Linked DNA regions of Mus musculus: regions 1, 2 and 3 are each linked to region 4. Evidence: chromatin contacts called from public Hi-C and promoter capture Hi-C data. All regions are on one chromosome and are shown on one strand. The core of a region is the stretch at or near the end of the contact, and the rest is flanking DNA. Distances in the headings are between cores, read along the strand shown.

Region 1 (4,392 bases), core at 801-3,300, 7.5 Mb after region 4:
TGAAACTACAGTATGCTGTGGCTTTGCTCACTGTAGCCATCCAAGCTCTGAAACTATCACATGGGAACAGTTTAAAGCGATCTACGAACTGGAAGCATACCATTGCAAGCAGTGCACAGCCACTGTCTAACAACATCCAGCCCAGGACATGAATCGTCCTCTGAGTACAGTACTTATGCTGGGCATGCTGCACACTTAGTCACTCCCTCGAAATATTTTACTTTGGCCTCAAGAGCAGTGAGGCTAGCAATTCAGCTAAGCTTAGAAGTGCTTCCTGTAAGGGCCCATAAGGGATCTAAGTAGAGAGAGAATAGTTTGCAACGGTTAAGCTTGATTCTAAACGCATCTAGCTTGAGGGCATCTCGGAGAGGGTGTGCTTCTGAGAGCCTGTCCACAGATGAGTAGGCCACATCTCTTACTGTGGCTAATTTATAAATTCATAGTTTCAGTCCTAAAAACTCATGGTGGCCCTTGGAACAGAGTCCCGATGTGGGTTAGGGCTGGTGAGACCCAGCTATACCCTGCTCTTATTTTTTTCAAAATTCTTCTACTCTGGAATAAGCTACTTCTTCACCCTCAGCACGCCACCCTGAATTCTGCTCACACCTAAGCACACGAAAACGGACCCAGTCTTTTATGTGATAATTCTGAGCGGTAGAGAATGAGTGTCACTCTGGCTTCGCCTAGCTCACGGTGTGATTGGCTTCCAGTCTCGTTATCCTTCTTTATAATTGCTATTCTACAACCCAAAAGAACCCTAGCCCTAGATTTACTTCTCCATTGGGAATTTCATTCCTGAAGCTAAAGAAAATCATTATCTGGGTCAATTTTCTGTTTGGGATTTTTGAATGAGGCACACGGCCTTGTCACTTTTACCGGTTCTCAACTACCTTTCAATGCCCTCTGATTTTCATACACACTGTTTTCTAGGGTGCACACAAAGCACAACTGATTCAGAAACATTGCTCTATTTGCTGAGCTGTGCCGAACAAGCAAGTCTGCAGGGTCAGCATAAATACACACAGAAGGAGTGTCAGGCAGTACAGACATGTATAATTGGGGCCTACTACAGTTACTGTTAAATTTGAAAAAAAAAACTATGCAATCCAAGAACTTCTCTTACCGGAAGAGGTCTTAACAAAGCTTTCAGGTGTAATTCCCAACTGCTCTACGGTTACTGTGGTGAAGTCCAAAGGTGACTTAAAGGTATCAGGGGTGCAAAGATTAGGAGTCGCATCTGCTACATGCTTCTGAGGAGTCACAAACGGTTCAGTTCCCAATCTAAAAACGTCATTTTCTGAAAACGGACAGCACATTGGGGGTGTTAATACATCAAAACACTCAAATCTTCCATCTAACGAGGGCAACAGGTCACCACATACCAGAATTATTAAGGACACACTCCTTGGATTCAGAGAGAGGCTTGTCGTGTGAACTCGCATCCATCTAAAAGATGAGGAAGTTAGAGAAAAAAATGTGAAAAATAACCTCACTATAAGCCAAAAACAATGTGACAGAACTCTAAGGCAATCAATACCAGGGGACCACAGGCTGGGGCGTTCTGATTAAAGAAACGGCGGGAGGTACTATTGACTAAACAAAGCGGACCGAACTGATTTATCAGGGCTTTGCATCCCTGAACCCCGGCCGGATAGCAGGCCTACCTCTCCCGCCCAGGACCCTGCGCGTTCCCTCGGACGACTACGACAAGCGTCGCGGAGGCTCCGTTTCAGAGAGCACCAGAGGCCGGGGAAGGGAGCCGGGCTGGCCTCCTGCCGGCCGCTGCACACCAGACACACCACGTCCGGCCGAAGCGGTCAAGCTTCACTTGCCCGCCAGCAAATTCAAACCGCGGCCACGCCCCCGCGGAGGGATACCCACGAGCCGTGGACCACGTGTGACGTGGGTACCGCTCCCTCCGGGCCTCACCCTCGTGCTTTCGAACGGCGCAGGGAGACCTCCGTGGATCCCGGAAAAAACACGGCCAGCCCTAAATGACCCTGGCGAGACAGAGCTGCAGCAAAAAGGTGTCCTGGGGTCTACCAGTGAGTTCCGCGGAGCAACACTTCAAATGCCACCCCAAACCTTGGATTGGCTGCTGGAAACTTCGAAAATGAATCACTAGACCAATCGAGACAGAACCGCCGGATGGCTAGTTTACCCTATTAGCCAATCCCGATACCAACCGTTACCTCGGTGGGTGGGTACAGTAGAAGGGGCAAAAGCCTAGCGAGGAGCTGATTGGTCTATGGGACTTCGGCGTCCCGCCTCTTCCTTAGACCCAGTCTCTTTATGCAAATGAGCACTCCTACACTCCAACGTGCGCCTGCTCAGTAACGCTTAGAGCGGCCCTTTGCCCAGTAGGTTCTTCTCTGATTCGCTGATACTCCATTCCGTCAACCAGCCCTCAGCCTCTCTTTCCTTCCACCGCCGTCTAGTGTTACTCTGAGCCCACCCCCCAGCCGGACTCTGATTGGCTAAATACTGGCCGGTACAGCGTGTTGATTGGCGCAGCTCAGCGTCGGTCTGGGCGCGGTTGGGGGGAAGGGCCGCTAGCAGGCTGAGGAGCCTAGGGGCGGGGTGGGAAGGAGGATCGGCCAACCCCGGGGTGTGGGACTGAGGGTGCGTGCGTGAGGAGTGTGGGGCCGACCAGGAAGGTGGCGAAGGGCGGAGAGTCCGGGTGGGAGGCGGGAGGGGTCTCGCGGGCGCGGAGCGCGGCGGGTGGCGGGCCGGGAGCGAGGGTGGCGGCTCCCTCAGGACCCGGCGCGGGCGGCGCGATGCGGCGGGTCACGCTGTTCTTGAACGGCAGCCCGAGCAACGGCAAGGTAAGCGGTAGCGGGGGCGCGACCCGGGGACCCCCGCAGCCTCCGACAGCCCGGGGCTGCTCTGCCGGCGGGGCTCCGAGGCGCCACTGTCACCTGAGCAGCTGGCCGAGGTCCCCTCCCACCTTCCCGCTGCGCCTTCCTGTCCTTATCGGTGCTGAGTAATGCTCTGCCCGGGGAGGAGGCAGTGATCATGGAGGCGGGTGACCCTGGCCAGGTCGGGAGAAGAAAACTCCAGGGGACAGTCGAGTGACATCCTCAGAATGTGGACCTGGTCTGAACCACTTTCCTTCTCTCTCAAGGTGCCCCGGGCCCCTTGCCCCGCCACCGTGCAAACTTTTATACATGTTTTACTGTGCCGCCTTGTTTTTGATTCCTTAGAGGACAGTGACAGCAGACCTTCGGAATGACTTGATTTGACAGTAGCCTTAGCTGCATTTAGGCCTCTGTGGAGGGCGTGGTGCTAAATATTTTTCCGATGTTGCAGCTGCCTCTTGCCCCACCCTTGAAAGTTATTCTTTGGAAAATGTTGGCTGTTTCTGGCGGACTAGTAATGTGTGGTTAAATGACTGCCCCACACATACCTAAGCCTGATTAAAGTCTCAAAAGTAATGAACCCTTTTAAAGTTTCAGTTCAAGGTACATTGGCTCCACTCTGTAATTGACCAGAATACTCTGATTGCCCCGCGTATACATAGCAGAACTAACTATTCAAGGGCATTAAAGTGGTGCGGGGGAAGGGGGTGATGAGGGGTAGGGGAGCGATGTCCTTCAACCACTCTGCAGTTTTGAATAAACAGATTCTGGAAATCTGATCCACAGTGGGGTTTGTGCTCTGCGATTTTATTTTCTTAAAGATTGGATATTCACACAAAAATAGTAGCCACATAAGCTCAGCCAGTGCTTCAGAAATACAGGCTAAAAAGGCTGTCACTTCTGATCATCAGCTGTTCCTGGGCCACGCTGTAGTTGGCTAGTAGACTGTGTCGGTTTTTATTGAGAGATTTAGTGTGCCCAGTGTTAACAGTCGTATTGATAAGCACTTTTCACCAGTGTCGACTCTTGTGTGACTCCCTGAAGTCGAAGTGATCAGAGTTCCTCATAAGTGCTCAGCTCTGCTCTAAATCTCTTCTGAGTTCACTGTATGCTATTGTCACTGTAAAACTGAGTGGCTTGCTCTGGGTATATTATTTAAATTTTTAAAAACTTTGGTTTTGTCTGTGAGTTTCCAGGTTAATTTTATTTACTTAGTAAAAAAATGTTGAGAATCTCCGAAGATTGGGGAAAGTACTTCTCAAATGAGTATGGGCACATATGCATTACAATGATCATAGGACTGAGCCGAAGAATATTAACATTTAATATTTTTAAAAAAACTATGTCCCACCATGTCCTAAGCTAGAGAACATGTTGCAAGGCTGTTTCCTCTCCTTTCAGAAGGTGGAAATAATACTAAAATGACTTTTATTTGAAAAGATCACAATACATACCACCTGCATTTATGTATGTGGATATGTAGTGTATGCATAGTCCCTATATCTAATCAGGACTGGCATAAACATGACATGGA
Region 2 (4,724 bases), core at 2,040-4,539, 5.6 Mb after region 4:
TGGCTTCTCGCTAGTCATTGCCCCGCCCTCCGGCGAGGAGGTCTCCGAGATTCTCCCGCCCTTGAGAGGCAAAGCTGGTCAGGGGGAGGGAGTTGGGGGGAGGAGTTGGGGAAGAAGGAAGGCACACCTCCTGAAATCCTGCAATAACTTCAGGCTTCAGACCGACGCCCGTAACAGTGCATTCTGGGAATTGTAGTTTATGGCTCAGCTGAATTGGAAGTTAAATTCTGAGGCAGTTTGGTGCAAACAGCTAACGAAAAGTGACATCCCCAAGATACTGGAGGCTCTTATTTTTCATATTTGAAGCCCTATTGTTGGTTTTGCGTTTTAGAAAAAAAAGTGAGATTTTCAGTTTCCATTTTACTATTTTATTATTCAAATTATGGTGTGAATGTTTGCTAAATTTGGTTACTTTATATATTTTTAAAGATTTTATTTATTTTTTGACTATGTGCATGCCTGCAAGTGAGTATGTGTATGTGAATGGAGATACCAGCATAGGTCAGAGGAGTTGAATTCCCTGGATCAAGTTTAGACAGTTATAGGTCACCAAATGTGGATACAAGGAATTGACCTCAGGTCCTCTGCAAGAGTAGTCTGTGTTCTTAATAGCTGAGCCCAATCTCTTGAGCTGGATCCTTTACATGTTTTATTTCACGTACTCCTTACACAACCTATGAAGTTTGTATTATCATTCCTCATTTACAGAAAATGAAAACGAAGGCCTGAACACAATCACTATTTACAGGGAAGGCCTGTGGCACTCCAACTCCAATCAAGTGTCTTTTGGCAAGCAGAAATGTTCTTAAAACACTCACAGGCTTTTAAGGAGTTATTAGTGTCTAGAAGTCTCAGACAAATGTTGAAAGGAAATAAAACTTGAGACCTGTGAGTCACGTAATGTATGTCAAATAGCCCAAAGAGTTGTTTGTGAGCTTTGAAACCTGGGGCTGAGAACATAGCAGAACAGACCAGGACATGCCTGGGCAGGCCCATCGCCTCCCTATCTCCCACCCCTCTGACTTAAGTTAAATGTTAACAGGCTGCTGATGTTTAAATGGACCAATCATGTGAAACTGCGCCAATTCCTCCCCCAGTCCCACTCCTTTTCTATAAAAACCCCTAGCTTCCAAGCCACTGTCTCCTGTGTGAGATACCGGAGCTCCGCCATTAAAATACCCGTGTTGTTACATCAAGGTGTTGTGTTCTATTCGTGATTCTTGGGTGCACGCTGAATTGGGAGCTGAGTCGGGGTTTCCCCACTAGGTTCTTTCTTTTTTTTTTTCCATTTTTTATTAGGTATTTAGCTCATTTACATTTCCAATGCTATACCAAAAGTCCCCCATACCCACCCACCCCCACTCCCCTACCCACCCACTCCCCCTTTTTGGCCCTGGCGTTCCCCTGTACTGGGGCATATAAAGTTTGCGTGTCAACTAGGTTCTTTCAATGTCTAGTTCTAAATAAGTCTAAGCGATGGATGTCCTTCTTCATAGAACAAAGCTGGCTGGAATGAATTGACAAATGGCTAACATATTATTGGCTATTTGCAGGAATCATGAGTGAGTCAGCTACTCTTTTACAAGGTAGAATAAGGTTTCTACTAGGCAATGGTAGAACAGTATGTTTTGTTGAGGAAGATGTCTTTGAATCGGAGGCCTCACTACTTCAAACTCTGCTACAACTCTGCCTCCTGTTGTAATAGGGCCCAGACCTTAACAGAACTGACTCCATGATGAAAGTGTCATTCAGGCTATAAAACTCAGCACATAGACCTGTCAAAATGAAAACAAAGATCTAATCCATCAGAGTCCATAGTTCTGGGAAAGTCTCTAAATGCACTAAGCTTGCTTTCTGACTTCTGTAGTTCTTGTTAACTGAGGAATGTCAACCCAGAACATGTTTTTTTGTGTGTTTAAAAGCTCACCCTGAGGAAAGACTGAGAAAATGTTGCACTGGGATCCCAAACATCCAGTGTAGTATCCGGCCAACTAAAAAAGACTTTCTATTGGTTTAAACCCATGTTGGAGCAGTCTTCTCTGGTGGATAGCCTACAACATTGACCAGCACCAGGAAACCCAGAATGATAGTGGGTTTTGTAAAGTGAAAGAATTAGAACAATAGTGGAAACTGCTTAGTGGGAGACTCTGGCTAGTTTCTTCTTTTGAGAGAGTTAAAGCCAAAGAGGGGACATTTTTACCATCAGGTTCTACTTGCCTAGAATTTCCTGCTCTATGAAAGACTAGGCTCTCCAGGGACGGTAAAACTCCTTTTCTGTAGCCCTTTTGTGTGGTCTGACTTTTGGAGCTTGTTGGAGGGATACAGCCCGAAATGGACTCTCATATTTTTTCTTTATCAGAAATAAGAAAAACTTCCAAGTCAAACCTAGGAAGGCTGTGGAATTTTGTAAATTTATAGCAAGAGGTTCTGAACTTCAGAAGTTTGGTATTTGTTCAGTCTTGTAGGTAATAAGGAGCAGACATTAGATTTAAAGGAACAAAAAATAGCCCTACTCGGAATCCCAAAAAAGGAGAGTGTCTCTGGGTAGTAACAGTAACAATTCATTTGAGAACCTTCTGTCCTCGATGCAATTTAGTTCATTGTTTGACTGGGCAAGACAGTGCAGCATTTCTTCCATCTTGTATTCTTGCTGAGGCCATCTCAGGCTTAGATAGGGTTTGATGAACATTACCTAACTCTATTCTGACTAGTTTGGTCAAGTCAACAAACAAAAAACACAACAAAACCCTCACCTATGTCAAGTAATGGGAGAATGAGTTTATTTAAAAATTGGTTCTTGGGGCTGGTTAGATGGCTCAGTGGGTAAGAAAGAGCACTGACTGCTCTTCCGAAGGCCCGGAGTTCAAAACCCAGCAACCACATGGTGGCTCACTATCGTCCGTAATGAGATCTGATGTCCTCTTCTGGTGTGTCTAAAGACAGCTACAGTGTACTTACGTATAATAATAAATAAATCTTTTAAAAAAATTGGTTCTTACTGAGTGCCTCCTGAGGAAATGGTTACAGGGACCCTTAACCATGCATGAAAAAGGCAGTTTCTGCACGCATGGAGCCCATATTGGGTTGAGTGGGAAGACATAAAAAGCGATGACCAACTCTCGTGTCCACTTAGTAGAGCCTCTGAAAATAAAGTCTGCCCTTAGTATTTTTTCTTTATGACTTCAAACAAGATGTATTTCCCCAGCTAATTTCTTTCAACCAGACGCTTGAGCGGAATCCTCAAAATCCCCGGGACACCTGCTCTTCCGCCAACACCCTTCCCTTCGCCAGGACTAAAGATGGCGCTGACAGGACGGCGTTGTGACGCGACGGCACGTCCGCCGGAAGTGTCCTGAGGAGAGCCTGGAAGCCGGCTCACCCTCGCGCCGGCGGTATCTCAAGCTTCGCGTTTTGAGTAGGAGTCGCCACTCTTCTACCAGGATCATGGTGTTCTACTTCACCAGCAGCAGCGGTGAGTGACGCCGGGGCCCCTGCTTCCAAAGCCGGCATTCCCCAGCCGCCGCGCTGGGCTTGGACTTAGTCCTGAACCGCGTCCTTCCGCGGGCACCTCTCCCAGAGCCTTCTGGTTCCCTGCTTGGCCGTCCCCTCGGCTGCCTGGTCGTCCCCTGGCCCCGGTGGTCGCGGCGGGAATGCGCCCCCGCTTTCTTTATACCCGGTAATCATTCTCGTCCCCACTTGACAGACCCGCCAACGCTTCCTGGACGTGTGTGCGTTCCAGCCTAGTCCCCCACGTCCCCGTCGCAAGCCTTTGCCCTAGCGTTCTGCCCGCACCTTGGAGCGATGCTTGACCAGTGCGACAGGTGCCAGCAGATGTCTCCTGCAGGAAGAGTAGCTTGCCCTCCTACGCAGGGAGGGCCTGGGGTGCCGCGGAGAGCAATCGGAGGGCTGGAATGTTAGTACAGCCCCTCCCTGGGCAGAGGTGATGGTCCAGTGGACGTCTGCTAAGGCTACTGGGTTGGTTTTGGAAGGCCAGAAAGAGCTGTTTCGGTTTCCAGGAAATGCCGCGTCAACTTAGTTTCTCTGCCCATATTGTCCAGAATCAATTTCTAATTTTAAACTCTCACCCCATTAAAATAGCGCTTGCCTTTTTGAAGACACTGTGTGAGACCCAGTTTCCTCGTCAAGATAAAATATGCATTTCTTTCTGGACCCCCCTTAACATTCCTTTAGGACTGCTCTCATGTGGTATTAAAAGGTGTCTGCTTGAGCTACCGGGCAGGTCTCTTGAGGGGCAGTCTGTCTTGTCTCCTTAGCATAGTGCCCTACTTACACAGTTGGCTGCTGTGTTGATTTTTGCCCCTTCTTGAGACAGTGAGTGGCTCAGGTTGCTTCAAACATAGACTCTCCTGCCTGAAGGCTCCCTGACGTTGGCATTACTTTCTAGGTCCCCAGATCTGGAGTTATTGTTTGGTGGTTTTGTCTCTTAGTACTTTTTAGTTTGTTTATTTTTGAGACAGGATCTCATTATGTAGCCCTTGGCTGGCCTAGAACTCACAGTGTAGATCAGGCTGGCTTTGAATTCATGCTACCCTCTGCTCTGCCTCCCCAGTGCCGGGATTAAAGGCATGTACTACCTAGCCTTTCATGATACTTTTAACTGAAGCATTATTTTGTGAAGCGTCCTTCAGTGTGAGGTGTTTGTTTGTTTTTCTTTTTTGTAGCCATGCTACTTCTAAAAATTATTTTATGTCTGTAGGTATTTT
Region 3 (4,353 bases), core at 1,807-4,306, 6.8 Mb after region 4:
GGAGGCAGAGGCAGGCGGATGGATCTCCGAATTCAAGAACAACCTAGTCTACATAGCAAATTCAAAGCCAGCTAGGGACAGACAGGCAGACAGACACAGACAGACAGACAGACACACACACATCCTCTCCCTCTCAAATACACACACATACACACACAGAGTCCACAAACTATATTAAATATTTCTGAGCAAAGAATCCCTTTTGAGATTATTTGTCTCTATCACAAAAGATCACCTCAGACTGCACGCAAGACCTTGACATTTCAAAACTTTAGATACGTTCTGAAATAAATTAGCAAGTTTCTATCTCAAAAAAAGTCCCCACAGTAATTTGTTCTATCTTATCTGTCTTAACCACACGCACAAATCCCTGCAGCACAGTAAAGTGAATCATGTGGACCAGCAGCCATGTCGACCAGTGCCACATCCCAAAGCAGTGGAGTTCAAAAGAACCAGAGCCCCCCACAGAGTAAGAGGTGCTGCTGGGAGCGGTTCTGAGCTAAGAGCTGCTGGCCTCTGTTTCTCTGTTTTATCGAAAAATAACACATAAACATGAAGACCAGTCATTTATATGTAGAATGTATGTAACAAAGACACCTTAGTCACACAAACCTTAGAGCACTGACTGCTGGACATCTACTTCATTAACTCAATGAAAAAAAAAAAGATAAGCAAGACATAAGAAGATATACAGACTTTTCAGAAAGGTGATTTTTTTTAAAGCTATCATCCCACCTCTCAGAAAGCAAACACAAAACACTGAGTTCCTTCAGCACCCAGGACTTTTAAGTCGATAGTCGTCACTGTTAAAATGTCTTACCTTCTGCTACGTCATCATCTACTGCTCCTTTCACCTGAGAAAAACACCACTGAATATCATTCCCTCCTCCAGCTCCTGGAAGAAGAAAACATAGCAATTAAAACTGAGCTCTGTTCTGTTTACGCTTATAAACACAGAGATGGTTCCCGAGGCTGGCATCATAACTCCCTATGTAACTACCACTGAGCCCACAGATTTGGAACCAAATTGGCCTCCAATAGTTGGTAGTGTATTAAAAACAAGTCTGCAGGTACGAAATATCCAAAGACATACAGCCTACCAGTAATTATCATCATACAGATATTTAAAACCTCACTTCCACTTTTCCCTCTCCTTAAAGACAGTCAGAACCTTTCAAGTTAAAACCTACCAGGAAAAAACAAAAACAAAAACAAAACCAACCAAAGCACCAAAGTTAGTTTTCCTTTAAATGTACAAAAGGCCTACAAAAGAGTTATAAGGCTAAACTACCATGAAATATAGAACGAAGAGAAAACTTCGGGAACATTACTGCCTGAGAGGATGATTCATGTGGACTAAGCAAACACAACACCCATTTCTTTGCATTCGTTAGGAGCAAATCACTGGTTGCAGACAGAGGAAAAGGGGCGGAAATGCACGCCTGGGAAGAGATGGTCAAAGGAGGCTGCTCCTGCCACATTCACCTACTGCATCCAAAGGACCCAGAAAAAAGCAACCTTATTCGTTGCTCATCTCCTACAATACAGTTCCAATTATCATTTCATTGTTCAGCAAGGTCAAAGGGCAGCCTGTTTATATAGCAAACTGTAAACCAGTCCAGCATAACTTCTTTAAAGGTTCTATTATCTATGCAAATATTGAAAAGAAAGGAAAATTGGTTTAATCTCCGACACTCACTGCTCAGCACTGAAGAGGAAATGGGGGGATGGGGGCACCCCGGGATTTCTGGAAAAGAAACTCAATCTCAATCCAGAATTACTCTATGAGAGGAAGGGCTTCAAGACTAAATTGTACAAAGATAACCGACTCTCAAACGACATTAAACCTCGCTTTTCCTTTACCCATTCCTTGCTAAATTATTCTCAATCAGGCTTTCTCCCCCCGCACCCCCCCCGTCCCCCCTCAGCAAGGTTTTATAAAATCCCTCTCCCTTTGGCTATTTATATCGGCGAACTCCACAACTATTTTAACTCCAAGAAACCCTTCTGGGAAAAGGACATCTGCCCAAACGCTACCGTGCAAAATGCAAAGTTTAAATTACCTTTCTCTCCCACCCAGCCCCCACCCCAATCCTTGCAACTTCTATTAAAGGCTTAGCATTCGTGAGTGGCAAAAAAATAAGACACGGGAAGGGAGCAAAATCGAAAACGAAATTCAGGCTTACACCCTCAAAACCTGACCTACCCCATTAATGTTTGTGTGGTGCTGGGGGTTGGGGGGGGGGTGACCGTGAGTTGGGGGGGTGGGGGTATGCCTCCATTGTATTTTAACTTGCAAAGCTGTCTTCCTTCTTATCGGTCCAGAATACATTTCTACAGAAAGGTTCTCAGTAGACCGGGAAGAGGAATGAATATGTAAGGAAGAGCGGAGGGAGCAGGGTGCAGAGGGGACCCATCTGCACGCCTGCACCCGCCCCACCCACGCCGTCTCCCACCCCCAACGCACCCGTGCCGTGTTCCTGTAGTGCCAGGCCCCGGGCCCGGCCTCCAGGCCCCACAGTCCCAGCTCAGTGCCAGGCCCGCCCGCCCGCCCCACACTCGGCCAGCGCCCCAGGCCGAGGCCCCGCCACCACGGTCGCTAGGGGGTGACGGAGAGCGCGCAGAGGAAGCGGCACGGCACCCTGTCAGCCGCCCAAGGGCCGTTTCTTCTTTACCTGCCATGTCGCGCTGCAAATGGTGACCCTGCCGGGCTCGTCGGGGTCTCCGCGACCGGGGCTCAGCCCCCACACCTGGGGATGGGGGGATCGAGGGCGCGGATGGAGGCGGATGGCACCTGAGGGGGGAGGGGACCGGGACCGGGGCGGAAAGGAAGCGGCCCGGGTGGAGCGGTCGGCAGGATGGTGGCGTTCACTCAGGGGCGTCCCGTCTCGTGCTCCTTCTCTCGCGGTGGAGACGGCAGCGGCGGCAGTAGCGGCGGCGGCGGCGGTAGTAGTGGCGGCGGCAGCGGCGGCTAGGACAGCGACGGCGGCCGCGGCGGCAGGGACAGGCGACTCCACTTTCAAAATGGCGCCCGCTGGCTGGCCGGTGACGTCACTTGAGGGGGCGGAGCGTCTTTGGGGCGGGTCGTGCTGTGTTAGCCACGCCTCCTTCTTGTCTTGCTTTCGCCCCGCCCCGCCCGCTAGGATCCTTGAGAAGGTCCCTGTACAGAGCTAGAGCTGCACTTAGTTTGCTGTGGCTGTGGGCTGGATGTGCCAAGCCGCGGTGCCCAAGTGGCCAAGGCCTGGCCTGTCTGCACCTCTCACTGTCCCAAGCCGTAGAGCCAAGGCCGGAACTTTGGGATGGCCTCATATGTTCACTTATGCTCAACCACATGGTGAGCTGGCCCTCTCGAGAGAATACCCCTTTTGTTGCTCCAGTGACCCTGTGGGTGAGCCCCGGAGGCACCAAAATTAAGGGAGAGTGATGCATACTTGCCACTGCCTGCCCAAGGTGAGAGTTCACTGAGCCCAGAAGGACACAACTGGACTGGTTCCATCTGGGTGAATTAGGTTACCTTCCCATGGACTAGAGCCCTTGGCTACTGCGAGCAGTTAAGAATAGCTCGCCACAGAAATTGGATGTTGTGAATGCCGCAAAAAGTAGCCAAGGTCTTTTCAGATAAAAGTGGTAAAATCAATGATTAAGAAGGTATGTTCTGCTGGGCAGTGGTGGCATACACCTTTAATCCCAGCACTTGAGAGGCAGAGGCAGGCGGATTTCTGAGTTCAAGGCCAGCCTGGTCTACAGAGTGAGTTCCAGGGTAGCCGGGGCTACACAGAGAAACCCTGTCTTGAAAAACCAAAAGAAGAAGAAGAAGAAGGAGGAGAAGGAGGAGGAGGAGGAGGAGGAAAAAGAGGAGGAGGAGGAAGAGGAAGATATGTTCTTCTGGCCGTGGTGACACATTCCTATAATCTCAACAGCGCTTGTATTCATTTAAGAGGTTCTAGAGTTCAAGGACAGCTGAGTTTGAGGCTAGCCTGGGCTATCTATAGAAGACTCTGCCTAACATACATACATCAAACACATGCAAAAAATTAAAATAAATCCATTTAAATGTAGCCTCTTCCAGTCAGACTCTCTGACATTCCCCCCCCCCTTTCCTATTCACCTTTAACTAGGTCAAATGCCCTTTCTTAGTAGTGCCAAGCTCTCCTCCTAGAGAGAGGGAGGGGAAGGAGGCAGAGGCAAGCAGATTTCTGGAGGTCAGCCTGGTCTACAGAGCTAGTTCCAGGACAGCCAAGTCCACACAAAGAAACTCTGTCTTGAAAGACAGAAGGAGGGCTGGGTAGATGGCCTAGTGGTTAAGAGCACTGACTGCTTTCCCAAAGGTCCTGAGTTCAATTCCCAGCAGCC
Region 4 (4,326 bases), core at 1,406-3,905:
AAATCACAACAAGTACGGTGGCATGCCTATAATCCCAGTTATTCAGGAAATTACAAATTTCAAGTTTGCCTGGACAACTTAATGAGACAGTCTCAAATTAAAAAAGAAAAAGGCATCTAGAATTGGTGGCACAGGTCTGTAATATATGCTACTTAAGTAGTGGGATTGTCAAATCAAGGCCTACCCAAGCTTCAAGTGAGTTCTAGGTCAACTTGGACTTCTGAGTCTGCCATGAAATAAACGTAGAAAGGAACAATGGGGTACAGTTCCACAGGACAGCACTTCCACCTTGTAAGACCTTCATTCAATGCAGCATAATACTTGTTTTAAAACATTGAAAAAGAGGCTGGGCATGGCTCAGGGATGAAGGCTTGTCTACCAAATACACAGGCGCGCGCGCACACACACACACACACACACACACACACACACACGAGAGAGAGAGAGAGAGAGAGAGAGAGAGAGAGAGAGAGATGAGAGAGAGAGCAAGCGAGAGAGCGCGTGCACTCAAGCGAGCATGGGCAAGCACACCAACCACCTGCAAGGTGATGGAGAGATAGCTCCGATTTAAAAAAACAACCAATTGCTAGCTAAAATTAAGACAACCACAGTCCTGGTCAGAATATCATGCTGCTTAGGTCCAGGAACTATCAACCCCACAGTCAGCCAGAAGAGTCATTCAGTCTTCTGCACACCCTAGGAACCCAAGAGGGGAAAGCTGCAATTTAAACACTTAAAACGAATACTTTCAATAGGAAGGCAAGTAGCAGACGATGTCTAGTAAGCAGAGTGTCACAGTGACAAAGGAGCTTCTTAAAGAACTAGAATGCAGTTACAAATGATGAGTAAAGGCAGGAGTACTCTGTTGTGTTAGTCTCCCATGACTTAAAACTAAAAGTACTTTATTTCATTTTATATATATAAAATATATGATATATATTTATATAATATATATACTATTTATATATTTTGTCTTGTTTTGTTTTTCGAGACAGGGTTTCTCTGTGTAGCCCTGACTGTCCTGGAACTCACTTTGTAGACCAGGCTGGCTTGGAACTCAGAAATCTGCCTGCCTCTGCTTCCAGAGTGTTGGGATTAAAGGCGTGCACCACCACTTCCCAAACTATCCCTCCATTTTAAATTTAAAACTTGGTAGCTCACAGTGGGCCTTAACTCCAGTGTGGTGTGGTGTGGTAGTGGTGGTGGTTGGGGGGGGGGGGTGTCTGACGGACTCTTCTGGTATTTAAGGGCAATGCACAGCCATGATGCACAGATGCAAGCAGAACACCCACACACATTAAATAAAAATAATTAAAATCTTTAAAAAAAAAAGAACTAAGTAAGATACACCATTAAAAACGACAAACCTAAAGCCAGTTAATCGATGACACAAGAAAACAAGGTGAAAGTTAAAAGAGACAGCAGAGCACACCGTCGCCTGTGTCTCGACAACATAGGTAGTGAAGATTAAGAAAGCATATGCAAAAATGGGACTTAACTGGGGCAGTCTGATTGTACTGTTATTTTGGATTTGCTGTATCTAACGGGGGCTGTTAAGAGAGAGAGAGAGAGAGAGAGAGAGAGAGAGAGAGCGAGCTTTCTTTGAGACATTAAGCCTATAGGTCTTGTTATGCCTCGGGAGATACCTGTCCTTCGAGTACACATTTCCTCATTTGATCAACTCTTTACCAAAGGCCGAGTCTGAGTGATTAATGCTTTCAGTGAAATAGCTTTTTGGAATCCCTAGCTACTCATCTGTCACTACCGGAATCTATTACACAAACTGAAGAATATACCACTTAAGCTTGCAGTGAACGGAAAAGATCATGTGGTGGATGGTTATAACACAAAATGCTTTGCGATGCTATGCTAATCTGTATAGGGCACAAAATAACTATGATACAATACATGCCATAAAAATGTTAAAAAGACAGAAGGGGGTCCTGTGGCACAAAGGCTTGAAACAAACAAAAAATCATAAATCCAATGCATCGTAACGTTCAAAACCGAAATCTAAACCACCCGGGGATATTTTTTTTAACTTACATCCTACCTATTTTTCTGTTCCTAAAAGCCAGCAACAAGCTGTCATTCATTCAACACTCATTCTATCCCTGAACCCGAGGGGTCGCGTAGGCGTAGCCGCGACTCCAGGCCGCTTCCCGCAGTCGGGCCCACTCCGCGTCGTCGCGGCGCGACCGGGGACTGCAGAGCCTCGGCGGCAGGGGTCCACAGCCCACTGCGCGGCTCGTAGGGAAGCCTAGCAGCCTGAAGGCAGGCCTCGATGTGCAGACCTCCGCGGGGAAGCACCAGGGTCCCCTGCTAGGCGGCACCATTACCTAGACGCGACGGTCCCGAAGGAGAAGCCGCTGCCCGCTCCGGTCCCGCCGGGGGCCACAGTGGTGGAGCCGAGGGTCCCAGACCCGAAGGAGAACCCCGTGGCCATGGCGGCCCTTGGCGCGAAGGCGTCAGCTAGGGTGGAGAGGCCTAGGACGCTTCTGTCCCTTCACTGCCGAAGAGGGACGTGCCACATAGCTGGTGCCCAGCGGGTACCGGGTGGGAAACAACCCCAAGCGGCGGTGCGGCAAGGCGAGGGCGGAGTGGGCGGAGCCACAGGCGAACGCATGCGCGACACCGCCCGCGCGCCGAACGCACTAGAAGCGCGCCCGCCGCGCAGGGAACCCTGGGATCGGAGTGGAAGCGGTACTCGTGTGAGGCCGGGCGGATGAGGTAAGGTGGGCGCCCCGCCTACTCGCTTAAAGCGCTAAGCCCCTGAAGTGCCCGGAGAGTCTCGCGGGATTTCGTGCTTTACTTCCTGAATGAAGGCCCTGGAGTGCGGCTTCGGTCCGGCCTCCTGTCAAAAGCCATGCGTAGAGTTCTAGAGTTGGAGAAGACCTTGGTCGTCACCTCACATTCCTCCAAGGGGACGTCTGAGTTTCATTTGGGTGTCGCTGCACCCGAGAAAAAAAGAGGGTGTCTACCTTTTGAGGGTCCAGAAATGTACGGGTTTTAAGTCGCACACGCTTCCGGTCAGCACCCCATGGTACTGCACGCTTGTGCTTCCTGCACGGAGGGTTCAGCGGGGCGGCGTGACACTGCCAGGCTCCTCTGCCTCCGAGTCTGAGGTCAGGACACTGTGCCCCAAATCCTAGTGGACGGTGAATGGGATGGGTGCCGTTCTTGGGGACCTTCCCTGAAGACTGCTTCCTGGCTATGTGGCTTTCCCATAACTTGGGGTATTTACGAGAGGAACTGCGAATTGGAAAGTGTAAGGACAGGGATGAGCGATCTGGCTGGAGAGCTGGCTCAGCACCGACTGCTCTTCCAGAGATCCTGAGTTCAATTTCCTAGCAACCACATGGTGGCTCACAACCATCTGTAAAGGGATCTGATGTCCTCTTCTGGTGTGTCTGAAGACAGCTACAGTGCACTCATACATAAAATAAATAAATCTGAAAAAAAAAAAAAACCCAGAGGGATGTAAATTAGAATGTACGGGCACCCGGAGCAACGTGGGCACCAAGAAATGCTTCTTAGCGGTGGTCTGGGGACACTGCCATCATATCATGGTTCTTTAATTCTCTGGCAGGAATTGGCATACTATTCCTGCAAGTGCGTTGACCAGCTGCCAAGTTTTGTTCGATGAAATTGATCCCATCATCAGACCCCTCAGATTTATGCTAAAGCACAATCCTCCCCATGGTAGTGATTCGAACAAAAGCCCAACGGTCTCTGAGTCTGGCCCTCAGTGCCCTTTATATGACAAATCCTTGGCACTTCTTTTCTCACAGCTCCCCCACAATTCAGCACTTGTTTTGTGTTGACCTTGAGCATTGCTACCTGCAGTTGGCTGAACCGGAACACCCTCCAGATTCATTGTAGAGCCCTGTCCTCTCCCCCAAATACTCATAGTGATGAAAACTCTGTTCCTCGCCATTTCCCTTTGGCAGGTCACAAAAGTTAGATGACGTCAAAAGGTGTGTTTGGCACATGATGTCATGTCAGCCATGAGCCATGCAAACTACAATAAGGAGTAACCTGGCAAGATATCTTTATTGGTGCAGTAGTGGCATGAATGTCCCAGTAAACTTTCCTTTTAACTGGAAAAAAAAAAACAAAAACAAAAAACCTAAGAGGAACCCAGATTTTTATTGAAAGGCTCCAAAACTTGAAAATACCAACATAAAATTAGCAAGAGCTACATGTCTGGCTCTGAGGACTCATAAGGTCAGTGAGAAAGGATGATTATTTTAAAATATAGTAGAGACTAATATATGTCTATGACCAGAAAAACTGTGGGCATATGGAATACTTTCAGTAATTCTG

Evidence for each region. Promoter capture Hi-C pulls out the DNA fragments that hold promoters and counts their contacts. A called contact is a pair of places that touch in the nucleus more often than the background predicts.
Region 1: a promoter capture Hi-C map of pre-B cells shows a contact between it and region 4, with 4 times the contacts expected there. The contact joins the promoter of Cdca2 here to the promoter of Nupl1 in region 4. A contact is called at or near these places in 1 of 39 promoter capture datasets (pre-B cells) and 2 of 484 Hi-C or Micro-C datasets (CD8 T cells and muscle stem cells).
Region 2: a contact with region 4 is called in a promoter capture Hi-C map of pre-B cells, with 3 times the contacts expected there. The contact joins the promoter of Ccdc25 here to the promoter of Nupl1 in region 4. A contact is called at or near these places in 2 of 39 promoter capture datasets (the C10 cell line and pre-B cells) and 3 of 484 Hi-C or Micro-C datasets (CD4 T cells, CD8 T cells and regulatory T cells).
Region 3: a Hi-C map of B cells shows a contact between it and region 4, with 5 read pairs. The contact joins the promoter of Ppp2r2a here to the promoter of Nupl1 in region 4. A contact is called at or near these places in 2 of 484 Hi-C or Micro-C datasets (B cells and CD4 T cells).

The regions. Positions count from the first base shown.
Region 1 is chr14:67,713,560-67,717,951 of GRCm38.p6, forward strand. It overlaps Cdca2 (cell division cycle associated 2), which reads right to left and starts at 2,051. Exons shown (of 15, transcript NM_001110162.1): 1 at 1,665-2,051; 2 at 1,383-1,446; 3 at 1,124-1,297. The coding sequence starts at 1,446. It overlaps Kctd9 (potassium channel tetramerisation domain containing 9), which reads left to right and starts at 2,539. Exons shown (of 12, transcript NM_001111028.1): 1 at 2,539-2,825. The coding sequence starts at 2,778.
Region 2 is chr14:65,834,013-65,838,736 of GRCm38.p6, forward strand. It overlaps Ccdc25 (coiled-coil domain containing 25), which reads left to right and starts at 3,290. Exons shown (of 9, transcript NM_145944.5): 1 at 3,290-3,472. The coding sequence starts at 3,445.
Region 3 is chr14:67,069,415-67,073,767 of GRCm38.p6, forward strand. It overlaps Ppp2r2a (protein phosphatase 2, regulatory subunit B, alpha), which reads right to left and starts at 3,057. Exons shown (of 10, transcript NM_028032.3): 1 at 2,676-3,057; 2 at 821-895. The coding sequence starts at 2,682.
Region 4 is chr14:60,248,824-60,253,149 of GRCm38.p6, forward strand. It overlaps Nupl1 (nucleoporin like 1), which reads right to left and starts at 2,656. Exons shown (of 15, transcript NM_170591.2): 1 at 2,340-2,656. The coding sequence starts at 2,446. It overlaps Gm38641 (a long non-coding RNA gene), which reads left to right and starts at 2,651. Exons shown (of 3, transcript XR_874661.1): 1 at 2,651-2,730.